Regions from separate parts of the Mus musculus genome. Here all the other regions are linked to region 1. The links are chromatin contacts, called in public Hi-C and HiChIP or PLAC-seq maps. All regions are on one chromosome and are shown on one strand. The core of a region is the stretch at or near the end of the contact, and the rest is flanking DNA. Distances in the headings are between cores, read along the strand shown.

What was found. A called contact is a pair of places that touch in the nucleus more often than the background predicts. HiChIP or PLAC-seq counts read pairs in DNA pulled down with a chosen protein or histone mark.
Region 2: a contact with region 1 is called in a Hi-C map of cerebellum, with 2.2 times the contacts expected there. The contact joins the promoter of Kcnj9 here to the promoter of Dedd in region 1. A contact is called at or near these places in 3 of 39 promoter capture datasets (cranial neural crest, liver and pre-B cells), 1 of 484 Hi-C or Micro-C datasets (cerebellum), 1 of 115 datasets of contacts at active chromatin or transcription factors (astrocytes) and 1 of 9 other capture datasets (liver).
Region 3: a FOXA1 HiChIP or PLAC-seq map of pancreatic cancer cells shows a contact between it and region 1. The contact joins the promoter of Uap1 here to the promoter of Dedd in region 1. A contact is called at or near these places in 1 of 39 promoter capture datasets (liver), 1 of 484 Hi-C or Micro-C datasets (cardiomyocytes) and 1 of 115 datasets of contacts at active chromatin or transcription factors (pancreatic cancer cells).

What each region holds. Positions count from the first base shown.
Region 1 is chr1:171,327,794-171,330,570 of GRCm38.p6, forward strand. Dedd (death effector domain-containing) reads left to right here and starts at 1,352. Exons shown (of 6, transcript NM_001128609.1): 1 at 1,352-1,733.
Region 2 is chr1:172,327,707-172,330,620 of GRCm38.p6, forward strand. Kcnj9 (potassium inwardly-rectifying channel, subfamily J, member 9) reads right to left here and starts at 1,616. Exons shown (of 4, transcript NM_008429.3): 1 at 1,429-1,616; 2 at 292-392.
Region 3 is chr1:170,173,631-170,176,336 of GRCm38.p6, forward strand. It overlaps Uap1 (UDP-N-acetylglucosamine pyrophosphorylase 1), which reads right to left and starts at 1,334. Exons shown (of 11, transcript NM_001305045.1): 1 at 1,120-1,334.

The sequences.
Region 1 (2,777 bases), core at 102-2,601:
TAGGTCCAGTTTTGCCTCAAATCCCATCCTCCCGCTTCTTGAAAACTGGGATTACAAACCTTAGTGTGAGTAGCCACAAAACTTTTTACACATTGTATCTTTCCACTTGGATCTGGTTGTTACCCTATACCTCTATGTAACAACTTTCTCCAAGTTTACCTAGTGACCTTCATTTCTTCCACATTCCGAACCACACATTTTAGTCCACATCTTACCTAATCGCTTACTCTTGATACTTGTAACAAGTTTCCTTGATACTTTTCTCTGTCTGGCTTCCTGTCTGTGCCTCCTCGCTGTCCTATTTTCTGCTTCCTTCCCTCATCTCACTCCTCGAATGCACACATCCTCCTCTTTAGGCCATTTTTCTCTCTTATGGCTCCAAGAATATCCAGACATGCGCAAGCACACTTTCAACTTTCTTGGTTTCAAACCACACTAATTCATATATACTTGCCTAAAAGATATCCCGCAGATCTCTTGAAACTAAAAATAACGTAACCCAGTTATTCAAGTCAGGACACTCATATTTCCTTATCCAACACATGCCTTCCTACCTACACATCGCCACTGTCTCTTCTTTAGCTTCATAATTGATCTCTCTCCCTACCCAGCTCCACTCCCCAGGGACCGAACGTCAGGCCTAACCGTGCTAAGAACGCATTCTTCTACAGTGCTCTAACATCCTTGCGGTCTTCTTCGCTTAAATTAAGTCCAAATTGGTCTCCATCTCCAGGGCTCAAGTAATCCTCCTGCCTCAGGCTTCAGGCTGGCACTAACATGCCCAGAGCTGGCAAGCTGTGATCTCTCTACAATACAAATATAACTAACTGTTCACACCTCTGTTTAGACCCTTCAAAGCCTCTTCGACTGCCCTTAGGATAAAATAAATTTGCAAGGTCTTGAGTCATAGCTCCCTATCTCAAAGCCCTTTGTATTACCTCTTCCTTTAGCCACAGCAGGCTCTCGGCAGCTCCAGAACATACTCGAGCCCATCCCACCCCCAATTCAATTCTCAGCCGTCCTTCACCCGTCAGCTGAGGCGACTTTTCCATAGGAAAATGGGAGCTCAAAAGGAAAACACTGAAGGGATGAATTCCGAGAGAGGGTGAGAAGCGCGGCTGCGAGGTTCGGGTTTCAGAACGTCAGAGTGACAGGAAGTTCAAGGCAAAGGTGAACTCCAGATCGTGACCTTTCACCTCAGTTCACCGGGCAGTCCGACCCCCGGCCGATTCCGCCCTTACGTATCATGGCTGCCAGCCCCTCTCTCCCGAGGGCCTTCGAGCCCGATACCAGCCAGCTCGGGCGCCACCAAGGCTTCCACCTTCAAATACGTTCTCTCTCCGCTTCTTAGAACCTCCCCGCCGCCGCCGTTAGGAGAACCCTGCGTTGCCAGCTTGCCCCTAAGCAAGATGGCTGCCAGTCTCCAGCCTCTCTTGCCGACGTGAAGCTACCCACTCCCCGCTTAATGCCGCTGCCAGGCTGCCCTCACCTAGTATGGCTCCTCCGCTCATGCCTCGTTATGGTCTCGAAGCCGACACTAACCGGCCAGGTTCCGGGAGGCGCTGTGCAGGATGCAGCCACCCCCGCCCGGCCCTCCCCTCCCCCACGCCCGCGGCGGCGGCGGCGGCGGCGGAGGCGGCGGCGGCTGGAGCCCGGATGCGGCTCCGTGAGGCGCAGGCCCCGGAGAGCGGCGCGGATGGATCCAACATGGCGGCGCCGAGGCTGAGCCGAGAGTGAGGCGGCGGGGCGGCCGGCCGGCGTGGGGAGGGGGAGTCGAGTGGGACGGGGCGGGGCCGGGCGGGGCCGCCAAGGGCTTGGGGAAGGAAAGTGGAAGGGGGAGGCGGTGGCGACGTCCAGCCCGGAGAACCTCCGGAGAGGGAGGTGACGGGACGCTGCGAGGTGGGGGAAGGGGAGCGGCCGAGGGGGGCGTGCAGGGGAGATGGCAACTGTGGGAGAGGGCAGGGGTCGGGGCGCAGGAGTGCGAGCCTGGGGAGGGGCGTAAACAAGGGCCCAGGCTGGCCCAGGCCAGGGGCAGTAAAGAGGCCGAGGTGGGGAGCGGGGCTGCGAGCCAGCGCTGGGGAAGGGGTAGGAGCCGGAGGGAGAGGTTGAGGGTGTGGAGGGGACGGGGGCTGGTGGCATGTGGCTGCAGGGAGGGCTGGACTCCCGTGAGCGCCGTGGTGAGGACGTGGGAGGTGGCGGGGGTTGGGGGGGGGGGTTGGATTGGACTTGAGACGTGTGCCGGAGGGAGGTTTTTCAAAGTGTTCAAATTGGAAGCGGAAGGGCCTAAGGGGAGAATTGGGGTGGAAGAGGAGAAGAGAAGCGGGGCTTGGCGGATGGAGAGAGTGGCGATGTGCCGGGGTAACGTAGAAAGTGAGAGACCCGGAGGAAAGTTTGAAAGGAAGGGGGGAAGATAGGGCAGTGGAGCTGCACGGGTGATAGAGGGTTTGGGGGTTTCCCTTTCCCCCCTGTGGAAGGGCAGCAGAGTTAAGCAGTATCAGTTGCAGCCAATTTTAATTGCCAGGCGCTTAGCTTTTAATAGGGTGGGAAGGGCAGAAAGGAATGGTCATGTGGGTTTGGAGAATTGGGGTTGAATGAGGGTTCAACCGGATTTGCTTTCCAAAACACCCGCTTGCTTCCTTGTTTTTCCTGGTTACAAATAGGGAGATTAGTAAAGCTCTTTCCTAGGTTTCTTTTTTTCTTTTCTTGCAATTAGCATTACAAGAATAGGGAAAGAGACTTTTCTGGAGCCTTATATACCAAGGTGGAGGCTCTGGAAG
Region 2 (2,914 bases), core at 366-2,865, 1.0 Mb after region 1:
CATGCGTGAGGTCAACTGCCCACGGCAAGGATGACGAGTGAGGTCAACTGCCCACGGCAAGGATGAAGGAGGCGCCAAGCCATCCAGAGTTACGCTAGTCTAGTATCTCTCAGATTCGTATTCTTCTAAGAGATAAGAAATCAGACCAATCGAAACACCAAACACCCACATCGACCCCCCCTACCAATTTCCTGATTTGCATTTACTACCCTACCAGCAACCCCACCCACTCCTGCCATATGTCCCAAAGCCCACATTCCACACAAAGCCCAGATTCCAAGCAAAACCCACCTGGTTTTGCTTCAAATTCTTCCCCCCTGAGAAGCACTCTGGGTTATAATCTTCCCGGAGAGATGGATGGCCAGAGTCGGTTCCTAGGCTTTCAGGGTCCCCTAGGAGATATGGACCATATGAACAGAAGTCTGTAGAATAAGGATTAAGACTCATCAACCTTCCTTTCTCTTTCCTGGGATTTGCCATCTCCTCCCATTCAGGGTGAGGGGTGGGGCAGGAAGGCTGGGGAAGTGGGGAGAGCAGGTGGCCCTGTGGGGGCAGAAATGTGACATAAGGATCTCAGATGGTTTGGATGTTTGACCAGATCCTAGGGAGAAACTGCATGAATATATACCCACAAACCCGACATTCCATTTTTAAACTTTGGAGCCAAGTGTTCTGTAGCCAGCAGACCTTTGGAGGGTGTGTGTATGTTAAAGAAAGGCACAAGGAAAAAAACCCAAAAAGATGGTTTGTAACCCCACACACTTATTTTCCATGGAAGTCAGGAGACATGACCTGGGAACACTTCGGCAATGGCAGATTAAGATCTTCCCCTCCCCCAACAGCAAGCAGGCTTGTTTTTCCCTCTCTGCAGCCCAGGATGTCCTCTGCACCTCATCTGTAAGTTTTCAGTGCCTCGAGACCCCAGGTCTCTTTCATCCTAGTATTAACTTCAGGTGGGCTTCTAGACAGTCTTCGTAGGGTCTAAGGTGATCTGACCTCCATCTACGGCCAGGAATGGGGAAGGATTCCCAGTGTCTGATCATCCCCAGAACACGACTGCCCAGGGAGCCTACTGATGACATCCTAGCCATTGCCATCTCGAGAAAAGCTCTCTTCTTCATGGGACAGGAAAGGTGTGCGGTGTCCACCACCTGAAGAGCAACGTCTTCATTTCTTCCTCTTCCCTCCAAATAACTCCAGTTCTTCCGACCACAGTTCTTGGGCATGCTGTGACCCCTTTCAGTAAGATCCGAGCACCACATTATCTTGGAGTACTCCACCTCCCTCTAGAGAGCGCTGGCCAGTACAGGGGGCTTATCTTTTGGAAAGGGGTCTGTCGGGGAGAAGTCCCTCTGGGAGCAGCTCCACCCAAACCCCTCTTGGCTCAGAAATAGGGGCCCAAACCCCAAGTCCCACAACTCAACTCACAGAGCCTGGAGAGAAGAGTAGCCAGCAGCAGGGACCCTTGGGGGTTGGCGTCCATGTCCCTGACACCATCTCCCCCAGTACCCTAGGTTCCCTCTGAGATTGGGAGCCGCCGACACTGCTGTTTCTCCTGAATGTAACGGCAGCTCAGACTAGGACTTGGTATCTGTGTCATCCCCACTTCCCAGGTTCCCCTGCTCCTCTCTCGTTTCTATGGCAACCAGTCTGGCTACAGCTCCACAGCGTCCCCCTCCCTTTCCCAGTCCTGGGTACCACTCTGGCTAATCCACACGCCACAGCTATTTTTAGCCAAAGTCCTTCCTCCTGGACACGGAGAGTCATCTCCTCACCTCTTTATAGGGACGAAAGCAAGTGTGTGTGTGGGGGGACTGGTGTGCTCCTCATTCTGGGAAAATAGAGGCATTGGAAATAAAATATTTGATTTCAGAGGCCATCTGGGAGTTTGCAGTTCACAATCCCCAGCAGGGACCACTGGGCAAAGGTGCTGCCCTCCAGACAGCGGACAGAAGGACCAGGCCCAGCGTGACAAGGCTGCAATTTTTTTAAGAGACCTCTGATGCAGAAGGCAGCAGACAGAGAGAAAAAGGTCTGCAGAGGTAGGGGCTAGAGAAGCAGGGCCAGAGGCTCCGCCATCGTCATCACCACCACTGATATACCTGTGACCCGAAGAGGTCCCTTCACTTCTCTGAGCCATAGTGATTCTGTCTGTCTCAGAGTGTGGGCGTGGGCAAACAGCCCTCTTCTGCTGGCTTCACCTGGGATGCAGATCAAATTAGGTGATGTAAATAAAAGAGGTTTGAGATGTACTTTGCTCATAGCAAAAAGTTGAGAAAACCCTCAAATGTCCAACAGAGAGAGAGAGAAGTCTAGGCTAGCTCTTACCATCAACCCAGCAGACTTAGGGGGCTCAAACACCACATACTGGGCTAGGTAGAGGCGATTATGAAATGAACAGGTCCTTGCCCAGCAGCAGCCTATGATGCCATCAGTGGAAAGACACAGAGTTGCACAGGTCTGCTGCTACATGCTCCTACTGCTAATCCATCCAGCAGAATCTCATTTAATTTCTGTGACAATCCTGTGAGACAGTTATCCCTTTTTCTATTTATGGATGAGGAAAACAGAAAAAGTAGCCTATTGAATTCCAGAGTTGGACAGAGATTGGGGAGTCACGTGTCTTGTCACTGCCCTGGCTCTTCATTTAATGTTTTTGGGTGTTTTTTGTTTTTGTTTTTGTTTTTGTTTTTGTTTTTGTTAGGTGTTCCCCACCCCCAAGACCAGGTCTTACTGTCTAGCCCAGGTTGGCTCCACTTCCTCGGTGCTGGAAATATAGGCATGCATATTTAAAAGACTTTTTCAAAGAGTACTTTTAATTGTACAGCAAGAGAAGAGCCTGGGAAGATGGCCCAGTCAGTTAAGTGCTTGCCCTACTGATGAGGACCTGAGCTTGGGTTCTCAGCACCCGTGT
Region 3 (2,706 bases), core at 84-2,583, 1.2 Mb before region 1:
CATGCCTTTATTAGAATTTAAATGCCACATTAAGGACGTCCAGTATTTCCCAATTCCACCCCCACCTCTGCTGCTATATGTCCTCAGGGTGGGTTAGTAAATCGCTTTGGGGGGTGGGGGTGGGGTGGGGGGGACACATGGAGCCAGGCAGTGGCGGTACATATCTTTAAGGTAAATGGATCTCTGAATTCTGGGCCAGCCAGGTCTACAGAGTGAGTTCCAACAACCAAAGCTACACAGAGAAACCCTGTCTCGGAAACAAACAAACAAACAAACGAAACAGGAAAAAAGAGGGGAGGGGAGGGGCTGGGGTGGGGGTGGGGAGGAATGGTACTGAGACTGACTTGAGTCCTAACCACTAACTAACAGGACAGACTATGAAGTCTTTTCCCTCAGCCAAGTGAGTCAACTAATAACGAAATGGATAAATGCTTTTGGTTTGCTGCAAACTCTTGGATCCAAGCCCAGTGAACTTCACCTCCAAGTCCTTAAACTTGTGCCTCTCATAAATGCATGATCATTACCATCGGATATCAGATCTCATAGTATGCCGATGAAGGCCAGTCAGCCTTCACACCAAACTTTTAAAAAATCTTCTAGAGCATATGTGTGCTCTCAGCCTCACCGTTCCTCCAGTCCAACTGAGGGGAAAACCCTGAAATCTGAACCTCTCTCACTATCAGTATCAAGCGAAGGCAAGCGGGTCCTGTGCTAGTCACATCCCCCATTGGGATCCACTGTCCTGGTCGGAACTATCAATTCTTACCCTCGTGGGTTCAAAACACCCCAACGCGCTTTCCCAACAGTAACAGCGATCACTTATTCCCACCGGTGAACCCCAGAAGTGGCACAACTATGCCCGGGCCCTAGCCTGAAACCCTCCTGGCTCCTCTTCCCCCAACTCAAAAACAGCGCTGACAAGCGCCGGGAACTCCATCATCACCCAAGCCTCCTCCCTCAGGTCTCCCCCAAGACCCTCCGCGCGCGCATCCCCGCCCCGCCGCGACACAGCCCACGCCTCTCCGGAGCTCCGAGCAGCGGACGCCGAGCAAGGTGCGGCAACGCGTAGCCGGGTCCCCGCGCTAGGCATGGGAGCGCGCGCGTGAAGGGGGTCCCTACCTCCCTCGACAATCCCGCGGCTCCTTCGGCTCGGCTACTCGCCCGTGTCCCGCGCCCGCCTGGAATATATACTGTCATCCGAGGGGCCGGGGCGGCGGGGCGGGCCACGAGCAGCGGCCGAGGGGAGCGCGGGCCCCGGCCACCCGGCCCCTCCCGCCGCGGTGAGTGGCTGCGGCCCAGGGGCGGAGCGGAAGCCTGCCGGCCCGACACGTCAGCGACCGAGAACAGCCAAAGGGGCGGGCACCGGCGACAGGAAGGAGGAGCCTCTTTACGTCACTCAGACTCTTGCCCAATAGGATGGCCAAGGATCCTGTCAGTCTGTGGTACCGCCCCCCACGCACTAGCAGGGGCGGGGCCGGCTACGCGCGCGGCTTCGCGGGGAGGTGAGGCCAGGCGCCACCTTAAGGACAAACTGCAGGGCGGGTCCTCTCGGTCACCCGGGGCGGATCAGAGCGCCTGGTAGGGAGCGCGGCGCTGGCAGTGAGTCTTCAAGTGACGGATTTCCGAACGCCCACGGGTGTGGTTGGGAAAGACCCGCCGGTTTCTAGGCAGAGATCCCTCCAAGGCAGGCCTGTGACCTTAAGCTAGCTGATTTTGTCTCTAATTCTCCACATACCTGTTTGCCAGTGACCCGGGCTTCCTCTGCCATTGTCTTCGGAGTCTCTTGGGTGTCGACACAGCCGGGTTGCCTTTTGCACAGCGACTAGTGAACGAAATGCAATCAAAAGGGATTAGATGACCCGAGGCCATGCAAAATGTGCCAGTCAGGGAGAACCGGCCCAGAGAGCAAGAACTTAGCTAGGAGAGGAGAGCTAAAATTCAACTGTCCTGTTACAGCATAGGCAGCAGATGTGCATGTGCAGGCTATAATCTCAGTGTTATGAAGTTGCATTTATATTTAGAGCTATTATGTTGGGTTTTTGCAGGTTTTGAAACGAGAGTCCAATTTGTTGAGATGTCAAAAGCAACTAAATTTAACATATCAGGATGTTTTCCATCAGGTGGATAGGCTTCCTCATTTTACATTTTCAGTGTTTTCTTAGTCATTCTTGCGTATTCATTTTTAATCCAGACTTTACTATCAATTTATGTCATTTAGAAATATCATTTAACAAGGGGTATCATTTGTAAATAAAAACGTAGTTGCCCATCTGTTAAGGCACCTTTGTGGCTTTGAGAGATTAGATGGATAAACAGCTTGGTGGAACAGGATCAAGGAAGGACATGATATATTATTAGCAGTATTTGCTTGGCCTTAGCCTTGCATGCTCTCTGGAATCCTGTCAGAACGCCACGTCGCCTGAGAAGCTGTAAATGGCACCCACAGTGCTGTTGATAGTGGTAGGTGTGCCTTCCTGGAGCAAGACTAACAACACGGGTGTGTTCTCTAGTTTTCATACTTCCAGCTTGGAAAGTACCGAGTCTTAAGTGAAGAATTCAGAGCCTGCCCACAATGGGGTTGCCCAGAATCTCTTGACCTTCTTTATGTGTGCAAGTCCCTGGGGTAGAAGCATTCTCTTAGAAAGAAATTGGCGGCTACAGCAGTCAATAAAGAGCATATTGTCCAAAACGTATTTATTTATTGAG